Linked DNA regions of Mus musculus: region 1 is linked to region 2. A link is a contact called in public ChIA-PET data. All regions are on one chromosome and are shown on one strand. Each heading gives the region's core, a stretch centred on a gene start, on an enhancer-like site or on the middle of the called end of the contact. The rest is flanking DNA. Distances are from core to core; before and after follow the strand shown. Region 1 overlaps Rbm33 (RNA binding motif protein 33). Region 2 has its middle 23 kb from the start of Gm35524.

Evidence for each region. ChIA-PET counts read pairs in DNA pulled down with a chosen protein or histone mark.
Region 1: a contact with region 2 is called in an RNA polymerase II ChIA-PET map of memory CD8 T cells, with 65 read pairs. The contact joins two enhancer-like sites. A contact is called at or near these places in 10 of 484 Hi-C or Micro-C datasets (B cells, CD8 T cells, the G1E-ER4 cell line and 7 more), 3 of 115 datasets of contacts at active chromatin or transcription factors (bone marrow-derived dendritic cells, memory CD8 T cells and regulatory T cells) and 3 of 9 other capture datasets (adipose tissue, embryonic stem cells and liver).

Annotation. Positions count from the first base shown.
Region 1 is chr5:28,380,861-28,385,216 of GRCm38.p6, reverse strand. The region is part of intron 10 of Rbm33 (RNA binding motif protein 33); the gene reads right to left. Among named protein-coding and RNA genes, the nearest start is that of Rbm33, 66 kb to the right of the region's middle. Within about 2 kb of position 3,081, at least 9 of the 459 cell types and tissues checked have an H3K27ac peak or open chromatin away from gene starts, as enhancers often do. A contact at or near this core is called in CD8 T cells and memory CD8 T cells, where this site is marked.
Region 2 is chr5:28,267,558-28,271,900 of GRCm38.p6, reverse strand. No RefSeq gene overlaps it. Among named protein-coding and RNA genes, the nearest start is that of Gm35524, 23 kb to the left of the region's middle. Within about 2 kb of position 2,075, at least 98 of the 459 cell types and tissues checked have an H3K27ac peak or open chromatin away from gene starts, as enhancers often do. A contact at or near this core is called in CD8 T cells and memory CD8 T cells, where this site is marked.

The DNA.
Region 1 (4,356 bases), core at 1,832-4,331, 110 kb before region 2:
CCTGATGACCTGAGTTTGACTACCAGAACCTACATGGTAGAGGAAAAAAATGACCCCTGCAAACTGTCCTCTGACCTCCTTACATGCACCTTACACACAAGCACACGGACACAACAAACAAATGTAAAAATGTACTTTAGAGTTGGGGAGATATCTCAATGGAACTTGCTTCCTAAGCATCAAGACCTGAGTTCCAACCCTCTGCATGCATATAAACCCAGGTTGTGGAAGCACAGACCTAGGCTAGGAGCCCAATGCTGGGGAAATGAAGCAGGAGGACTCAATGAATCAGACTAGCTAAAATGGTTCCAGATTTAGTTATAAACCCTGAGAAACTAAGATAGAAATGTGACTGAGGAAGACATCCAGCATCAACCTCTGGCCTATACATGTGCACCCACACACAAAACACACAGGTGGTGGGAGGGGAGGGGAGGGAGGGAGGGAGGGAGGGAGGGAGGGAGGGATCGAGAGAGCAAGCCTGAACCTGGGTGCACAATAAGAATAATGCAAAACAAACACTCCCATTTACCACAAACATGTAAGCCTATTAGCTAAAAATGGCATTAAAATGAGGTTTGAAATGTAAGCATTATATCTTTCTCAAAATAAAGCATTAGGATTTATTGAAAGATATAGAACAGAAATCCCCACAGATCACATTAGCTATGTCAAGTGAAGCTGAGGCAACCGAAGTTTCTTGCTACCAAAAAAGACGTCAAGATACCTTCTCCTCAAAGCACAGTCAATAATGAGGAACCTGTGAATATGTAAAACATACTTGCCCATCCTCAGAACACAAACACAAAAATGGTACTAGCTAGACACATCACTACTCTGATGCTCTGAGAGGATTTTTTAACATCGTCACTTTGATAAAATACAAAAAAGCTTTTTCTATCTACACACGATGTTACCATGCTGATATTTAAGAAGCCTGAATAAGGAGTTCTAACAGACATGCCCATTCTACCATGAAGTCAATGAAACACATCATGTGCATTGTATGTAACATTCTTTACACGTAAGAGCATAGTGTGAGCACTCCAGTTTCAGTTCTGTTCCTCAGCATATTCTGGCACATACAATTTGAGCATCCTTAGTCTGAAAAATCAGTAACTTTCTAAGTCTCAAAGTTTCATGTTGCAGATTTCAAATTTTGGCTTAAGGTTACTCAATGGGTAAAATCCAGGTTATTCATTCCCCAAACTAGAAAACTCTGAAACTTGAAAAACTCTGGTCCTACCCTTCCCATTTCAGATAAAGATGATTCAACACCTAGAAGTATATCTAAACATGTTTTTAAGTGATCTTCAAAATTTCCTGGATTATAAACTAGAAATTATGTTTATATGACATCTGATGGGATAAGGGGAGGAAAGGGAGAATGGGAGGGAGGAAGGATATATGAATGAATGAATGAATGAATGAGAACCAGTTTATATACCTCTGGTATGTAACTGATACTGTGGCTTCTGATCCAAGTGCCTTAGTTAAGGTTTCTACTGATGTTACAAAACACCATGACAAAAAAGAAATCCAGGGAAAGATTTATTGGATTAATTTAATCTCAGCCTGCTTCCTTCCAAGAGCATTAGCTCAGAGTAGCACCACCTCACTGTGTGCCGGGCCCTCTCATATTAACCATCAATCAAGAAGATGCCCAGGAAGCTTATTCACAGGCCATTCTGGTAGGAACATTTTCTAAGTTAGGACCCACTCTTACAAAATGACTCTAGCATGTGCTAAGTTGACATAAAAGTAACCACCACGGGGCTGGTGAGATGGCTCAGTGGGTAAGAGCACCCGACTGCTCTTCCGAAGGTCCAGAGTTCAAATCCCAGCAACCACATGGTGGCTCACAACCATCCGTAACAAGATCTGACTCCCTCTTCTGGTGTGTCTGAAGACAGCTACAGTGCACTTACATATAATAATAAATAAATAAATCTTTAAAAAAAAAAAAAAAAAAAAAAGTAACCACCACACCAAGTCAATCAGTAATCCTGACACTTTCCAATTACACAATTGTCCTCCAAAGCTGTGTAGAACTGCCACTTCAGGGACAGTCTGAAATGAAACACACTGAGGCCATCAGAAATCACAAACAGTGGGCCCACCTCTCATAACAGTTCAGAAGATTAGAAATGGTTTAGAACTCAGTATGTGTGAATAAGGTGAAACCCCAACTCTAGAGTCAGGCACCTGGCGTGCTGACAAGAGGTTACTTGAATCCACTGCTGACTGCCTTTGGTTCTACGGTCGATCTTGATGTCAGAGGAGCTGGGAGAGAGAACCGGCCTGAATGAAGGATCACATACTCCCTACCTTACAGTGATTTTCACTTTTTAAAAAAAGATTTATTTTATATATGTGAGTACACTGTAGCTGTCTTCAAACACATCAGGAAGAGGGCATCAGATCCCATTACAGATGGTTGTTAGCCACCATGTAGTTGATGGAAGCTCAGCACCTTAGAAGAGCAGTCAGTAACCATTTCTCCAGCCCTCATAGAATTTTAATAACTACCATGTGACTTTAAGAACATCATCATGTACTTTATAATCATCTACAGAGGACCAAAGGTGTTCTGGTTCAAAGACTGCCATCATCTGCCCATACAAGGCCCATTACCTCATCAAACATGACCAAGAAACAAAATCTTTATGATGTCAAATCACTGCCTAAAGTCAAAGTCATACCTCTACTTTGGTAACTTTACCACAGTCACTCAACCACATCAAAAGATTTCACTGAAAAAATTCAGTGTGAACTGCCACAGGTTATCATTGTCAACACAAAGCTCGCAGAGTTGGAGATTTCAAACAATAATCAACTTTCCCCTTAGATACAAAACATCTATGGCACTATGAACTCTGGAAACTATACTAGACTTCTACAATGCATCTATTTCTTTAAAAACTTTATTCATGTTTTGTTTTAAAAAACAAAAACAAAAAACAAAATTCCCCTGAGAACAGCTTCTCTGGTAGAAATGGCCCTTTCTGCCACCCATCCTCATTTCAGACAGGCCCAAACTGCTCTTTGAGGCTTGTTTCACAGACCCATCCTGGTGTAGACCACAGATGACCCACATCCCCACTTCCCAGCCTGCTTTTCACTATACAGTGAAAAGGCTCATTACAGCAGATTAGTATCACCAGGTGATTTTAACCAGTTGGTCCACCATCCCTGGGAAGTCTTTTTCCTATCCCTAGTCAGCTTCTTCTCCCACTGCCCTGGTCACTTTCCATCCAGTCATCTTCTGGTTCTGATCTGCAATATAGCTGCTTCTATGCCTGCAACAGTCTGAGCAGCCTTATACAGTAAGGCTTGGATACATCCAAGTATTGCATAGTTATTAGTAATGTGTGTGCTAATTTTTTTTTCTTTTTTTTTTTTCCATTTTTTATTAGGTATTTAACTCATTTACATTTCCAATGCTATACCAAAAGTCCCCCATATCCACCCACCCCCACTCCCCTGCCCACCCACTCCCCCTTTTTGGCCCTGGTGTTCCCCTGTACTGGGGCATATAAAGTTTGCAAGTCCAATGGGCCTCTCTTTCCAGTGATGGCCGACTAGGCCATCTTTTGATATATATGCAGCTAGAGTCAAGAGCTCCGGGGTACTGGTTAGTTCATAATGTTGTTCCACCTATAGGGTTGCAGATCCCTTTAGCTCCTTGGCTACTTTCTCTAGCTCCTCCATTGGGAGCCCTATGATCCATCCATTAGCTGACTGTGAGCATCCACTTCTGTGTTTGCTAGGCCCCGGCATAGTCTCACAAGAGACAGCTACATCTGGGTCCTTTCAATAAAATCTTGCTAGTGTATGCAATGGTGTCAGCGTTTGGATGCTGATTATGGGGTGGATCCCTGGATATGGTACTCCATTGTGTGGATGTGGTACATCTACACAATGGAGTACTACTCAGCTATTAAAAAGAATGAATTTATGAAGTTCCTAGCCAAATGGATGGACCTGGAGGGCATCATCCTGAGTGAGGTAACACATTCACAAAGAAACTCACACAATATGTATTCACTGATAAGTGGATATTAGCCCCAAACCTAGGATACCCAAGATATAAGATATAATTTGTTAAACACATGAAACTCAAGAAGAATGAAGACTGAAGTGTGGACACTATGCCCCTCCTTAGATTTGGGAACAAAACACCCATGGAAGGAGTTACAGAGCCAAAGTTTGGAGCTGAGATGAAAGGATGGACCATGTGTGTGCTAATTTTTAACAGCAACCTATTTAAGATAATCTAAGTTTTCAATCTATTATTTCATTTAGTCAATTTTTCATAGAAACAAACAGCATACTGACTTACAGCAAGCACTGAAG
Region 2 (4,343 bases), core at 826-3,325:
AACTAACCAATAGCAGATGGAGTTATTCCATGTAGATATTGCTGTCAGGTATAAGTATCAGTAGAGCATAGATGTAGATGTGGACATGGGTGTGGATGTGGACATGAGTATAGATGTGGATATGGGTGTAGATGTGGACATGGGTGTAGATGTGGGCATGATGTAGATGTGGATATGTGTATATATGTGAACACAGATGTATATGTGAACATGGGTGTAGATGTGGGCATGGCATGGATATATAGGTAGACACAAATATGGATACTGTGGTAGTTTGAATAATGACCCTTATAGGTTCATATATCTGAATGCTTAGTCACCAGGGAGTGGCACTGTTTGAAAGGATTAAAGGGATTAGGAGGTGTGGCCTTGTTGGAGGAAGTGTGTCCCTGGGGATGGGCTTTGAAGTTTCAAAACCCCATGCCTAGCCCAGGGTCTGTCTCTGTGTCTATCTCTGTCTCTCTATCTCTGCCTATTGATCATGTTGTAGCTGTCAGCAACTGCACCAGTGCCTGCCTGCATATTGCCATGCTCCCTGTTGTGAAGATGATGAACTAAACCTCAGAAACTGTAAGACAGCCTCAAGTAAATGCTTTCTTTATAACAGCTGCCTTGGTCATGGTTTCTCTTCACAGCAATAGAACAGTGACCAAGACAGATGTGATGTAGATAGATATGAACATGGCTATGATAGAGGTAGATATGACTATGAATGTAATGCGGAAATAGAAACAGATGCTGATACAGATGGACACATAATGTAGATTTGCTTATAAACTTTGATTTGGATATAAGTGTAGGTAAAGATACAGGCAAATACTGGGGGCTGTTGAGAGAGCTAGCTCTGCAGAAGGGTTGAGGATACCATAAGAACATGGTTCACAGAATCAACTGCCCAGGACTCGTGGGGGTCACAGATATTAGGGGGTGTATATGGATCTTACCTAAGCCCTCTGCATATGTGTTATGGCTGAGAGGCTTGGTCTTCTTGTGGGACTCCCAACAGTGGGAGTTGGGGCTGTCTCTGATGCTTTTGCCTGCTTGTGGGATCCCTTTCCTCCCACCGGGTTGCCTTGTCCAGTCTTGATGTGATGCTATGTGCTGGGTCTTATGGTCTCCACTGATACTGTGTCGTGCTGAGTTTGGTTGATGTCCCTGGGAGGCCTGCTCCTTTCTGAGGGGAAGCAGAGGGAGGGTAGACATGAGGATCAGTAGAGGTGGGAGAGAGAGACCAGGGGAAGGGAGGGCTGGGTAACTGCAGTTGGGTTGTAATATATGAGAGCAATACTTTTTTTAAAGAAGAAAGAAAGGAGAGAGTCTTACAGAGAGAAACAGAGAAAGAGACAGATAGATGAGAGAGGGAGATAGATGAGAGAGAGAGAGAGAGAGAGAGAGAGAGAGAATGAATTTGCTCTGTGACCGACAGCTAAAGCCCACAGCCTCTCTGTGTGGGTTGGAGATCCAGGGAGTCCAAGAGTGTGACTCTCAGTCAGAGGCTGAAAACCAAGGACCTGCACTGGCCCAAGGGCTGGCATCTAAAGTTCAGACGTCTGACTCAGCTGGATACCTAGGGTGGAAGTGAACTCTCCTGTGTCATGCTGCCACATCTGGCCTAGGTGACAGAATGGCACCTGCAGCATTGGCAACGTCAGGCTATTCTTCAGTCAGAAGTTAGGCGGCTGGTGTTTTCTAGAAACAAAAAAGAATGGTTCACCAGTCGTTGATATGTTGACACTTCACCACCACAATCTACTTTACAAGTTGGGGACCTGAGTCTAGATGGCAAGCATTCCCCAGCTTCCTGTCTTAGTTACGTACCACAATAAACAAACCTAACAAAAGCAACTCCGAGGAGAAGAGATTCATTTTGGCTCGCAGTTCCAGAGGGTTAGAGAATGTCATATTAGGGAAAGTGTGGCAAGAGCAGGAGGCTGGCCACATTACATCTACACTCCAGGAAAGAGCAAACAGGAAGTAGGGCGAAGCCAAAAAGCCTCAAGGCACGCCCTCATTGAGCCACTTCCTCCAGGATCACTTTCTAAAGTGATCACTTCACTTTCTAAAACCTACACAGGCTGTGCAAACAGCGTCAGAAACCACTTCAAACACACGAGCCTGTGGGAGACAGTTTACATTCAAACCCTAATGTGCCCAGTAGGCAACACCCATGCCTGGGGAGGCAGCTGCCTGAGGAGCAGAGCACTCACCCTGGAGCCACTTGCCCGTTACAACCTCACACTCACTGCAGCCTTGGAAGGCACTGCATAAAGGAGGAATCTGAGACCAGCTCCAACTTACTTGCCTGGACTTGATGATAAGAATGATAGACATATAGGCCAGTGCTTATCTCAGAGCTCAGGGCACTGCCTGCCCCGAAGTGTGGATGTTCAGTCACTATTGGCTTATATGCAAGGGATAGTGCTGTTTAAATCCCAAGGTGTCCCTGGTCTGAGTGATACATCCAGATGCCCAAGGAAGGCCTGGGGTTACACAGGGGAGAGGAAAGCTTTGTGATGCACCCCAGAGTACCTTTCCAACATCGGAAGGACCTTCCTTATCCCCATAACATTGCATCATACTGTCCAAGCTGCATAAACATGGCAGCAGTCCTTTTATAGCCAAAGCCCCAAAGACTGGACATATCTGCCCTTGATGGGTGCTGGACAAGGAATGGCACCAGGAATAACTTAACACGGTGTTGGGTGGGACAGAGAGGCAGAACAACAGGTATTCAGGGGTCAGCTCCCAAACTGAAGGCTCACATCAGATAAGTGAGAGTTCATGGTTGCAAAGTCACGTTCCCTACATAGGAAAAGACAACTGTAATCCCCATTGTAGTGGGTGACAGTCTCAGGACTCCCTGTGTTCAGCTACAGAGGAGACGTGATCTTGAAATGCAACTGAGACCTGCTGGAGAACTACAAGTTGCCCTGAACCCCTTTATCCTGCATATTTGCACAGGGGACTCTTGAGCCTTTGCTGGCTTTAAAATGTCTGACTTCCTATGCCCACTGGATGGTCAACCTGAAGGGGGGCTTTTTCTGCCTTTTTCCTGTTTTGTGCAGCAGAAAAGCCCAGGGGAGAGATGAGGATGCAGGAGAAGAAAAAAAGCCCTCAGTAAGCTGGAAGGATAATAAGAATGTTGGCAGCAGGGCCAAATACAGACTTCCCAGCTCCTGCCTCCTAAGTCAAAATGCCCAGTGCTGAGTCCTCCGTGCCTCTGAAAGCGAAAGAAAGAACTTTCACCACCAGAGCAGAAGGCCCGCACTGCCCAGAGATACTGTGGGGTAGACCTGCCTTCAAGATCAGAGGTCTTCGGACTTAAGATTCGACAGTAAAATTATAAAACAAAAACAAAAACAAAACAAACAAACAAACAAAACCAGTGAGCGAGGATCACCTACTCCTAGTGCCAGGGTGGGCTGATACCCAGGGATGGGGTTGGGGGAAGGGCTGTGTGGTGAAGACCAGGAGGAGGGGGGGTTGCAATGGGGATGTAAAGCGAATAAATAAATAAATTATTAAAAAGAAAAAATACAGAATGCCGGGCGTGGTGGCGCCTGCCTTTAATCCCAGCACTCGGGAGGCATAGGCAGGCGTATTTCTGAGTTCGAGGCCAGCCTGGTCTACAAAGTGAGTTCCAGGACAAGGACAGTCAGAGCTATACAGAGAAACCCTGTCTCGAAAAACCAAAAACCAAAAACCAAAAACCAAAAAACAAAAAACAAAAAAAAAACAAAAACAAAACAAAACAAAACAAAACAAAACAAAAAAATCAAAAACAAAAAAAACAGAAAAGGGAAATGCGTTGGCAGGGATTCCTAGTAAAGAATTCCGGGTGAAGTTTCATCACAGCAAATGTATGCTGTAGCTTTGTCTGTGGATTTGAAACAGTGGATTCATTACAAACCCATTTGCATCTCTCAAAGTACAAAATACCCTTTTCCAGCTTCATCTTTGTTGTGTGTTAAATGTCTATAAATAGGTGACACACTCTGAAAAAAGCTACACAGTGGCTATAGTAATACCCTCTTCCTTTGCTGGCTCCCCTCTGAAACCAGTCAGTGGGAGATGATTCTACCTTGACACTGAGCTCCGAGAGTCAGTGAAACACCCTGGCTGGATGCCAGCTCTGTGTGGTCCCTGAAGCACCTGCACTCTTGTCCTGCTGGCCACCACGTTAGATGTTCCCCTGGTCTCTCAGCTTTGATAATTCCCTGGATAACTTACAGAAGTAGAGAATGTGCTTCTGTTTACATTTTATAACAAGGGGCACAAATCAGGTCCAGACACTTGAAAGAGACACATGGAGCTTTGCAAGAACCTGTGTGTCCTCGACCCAT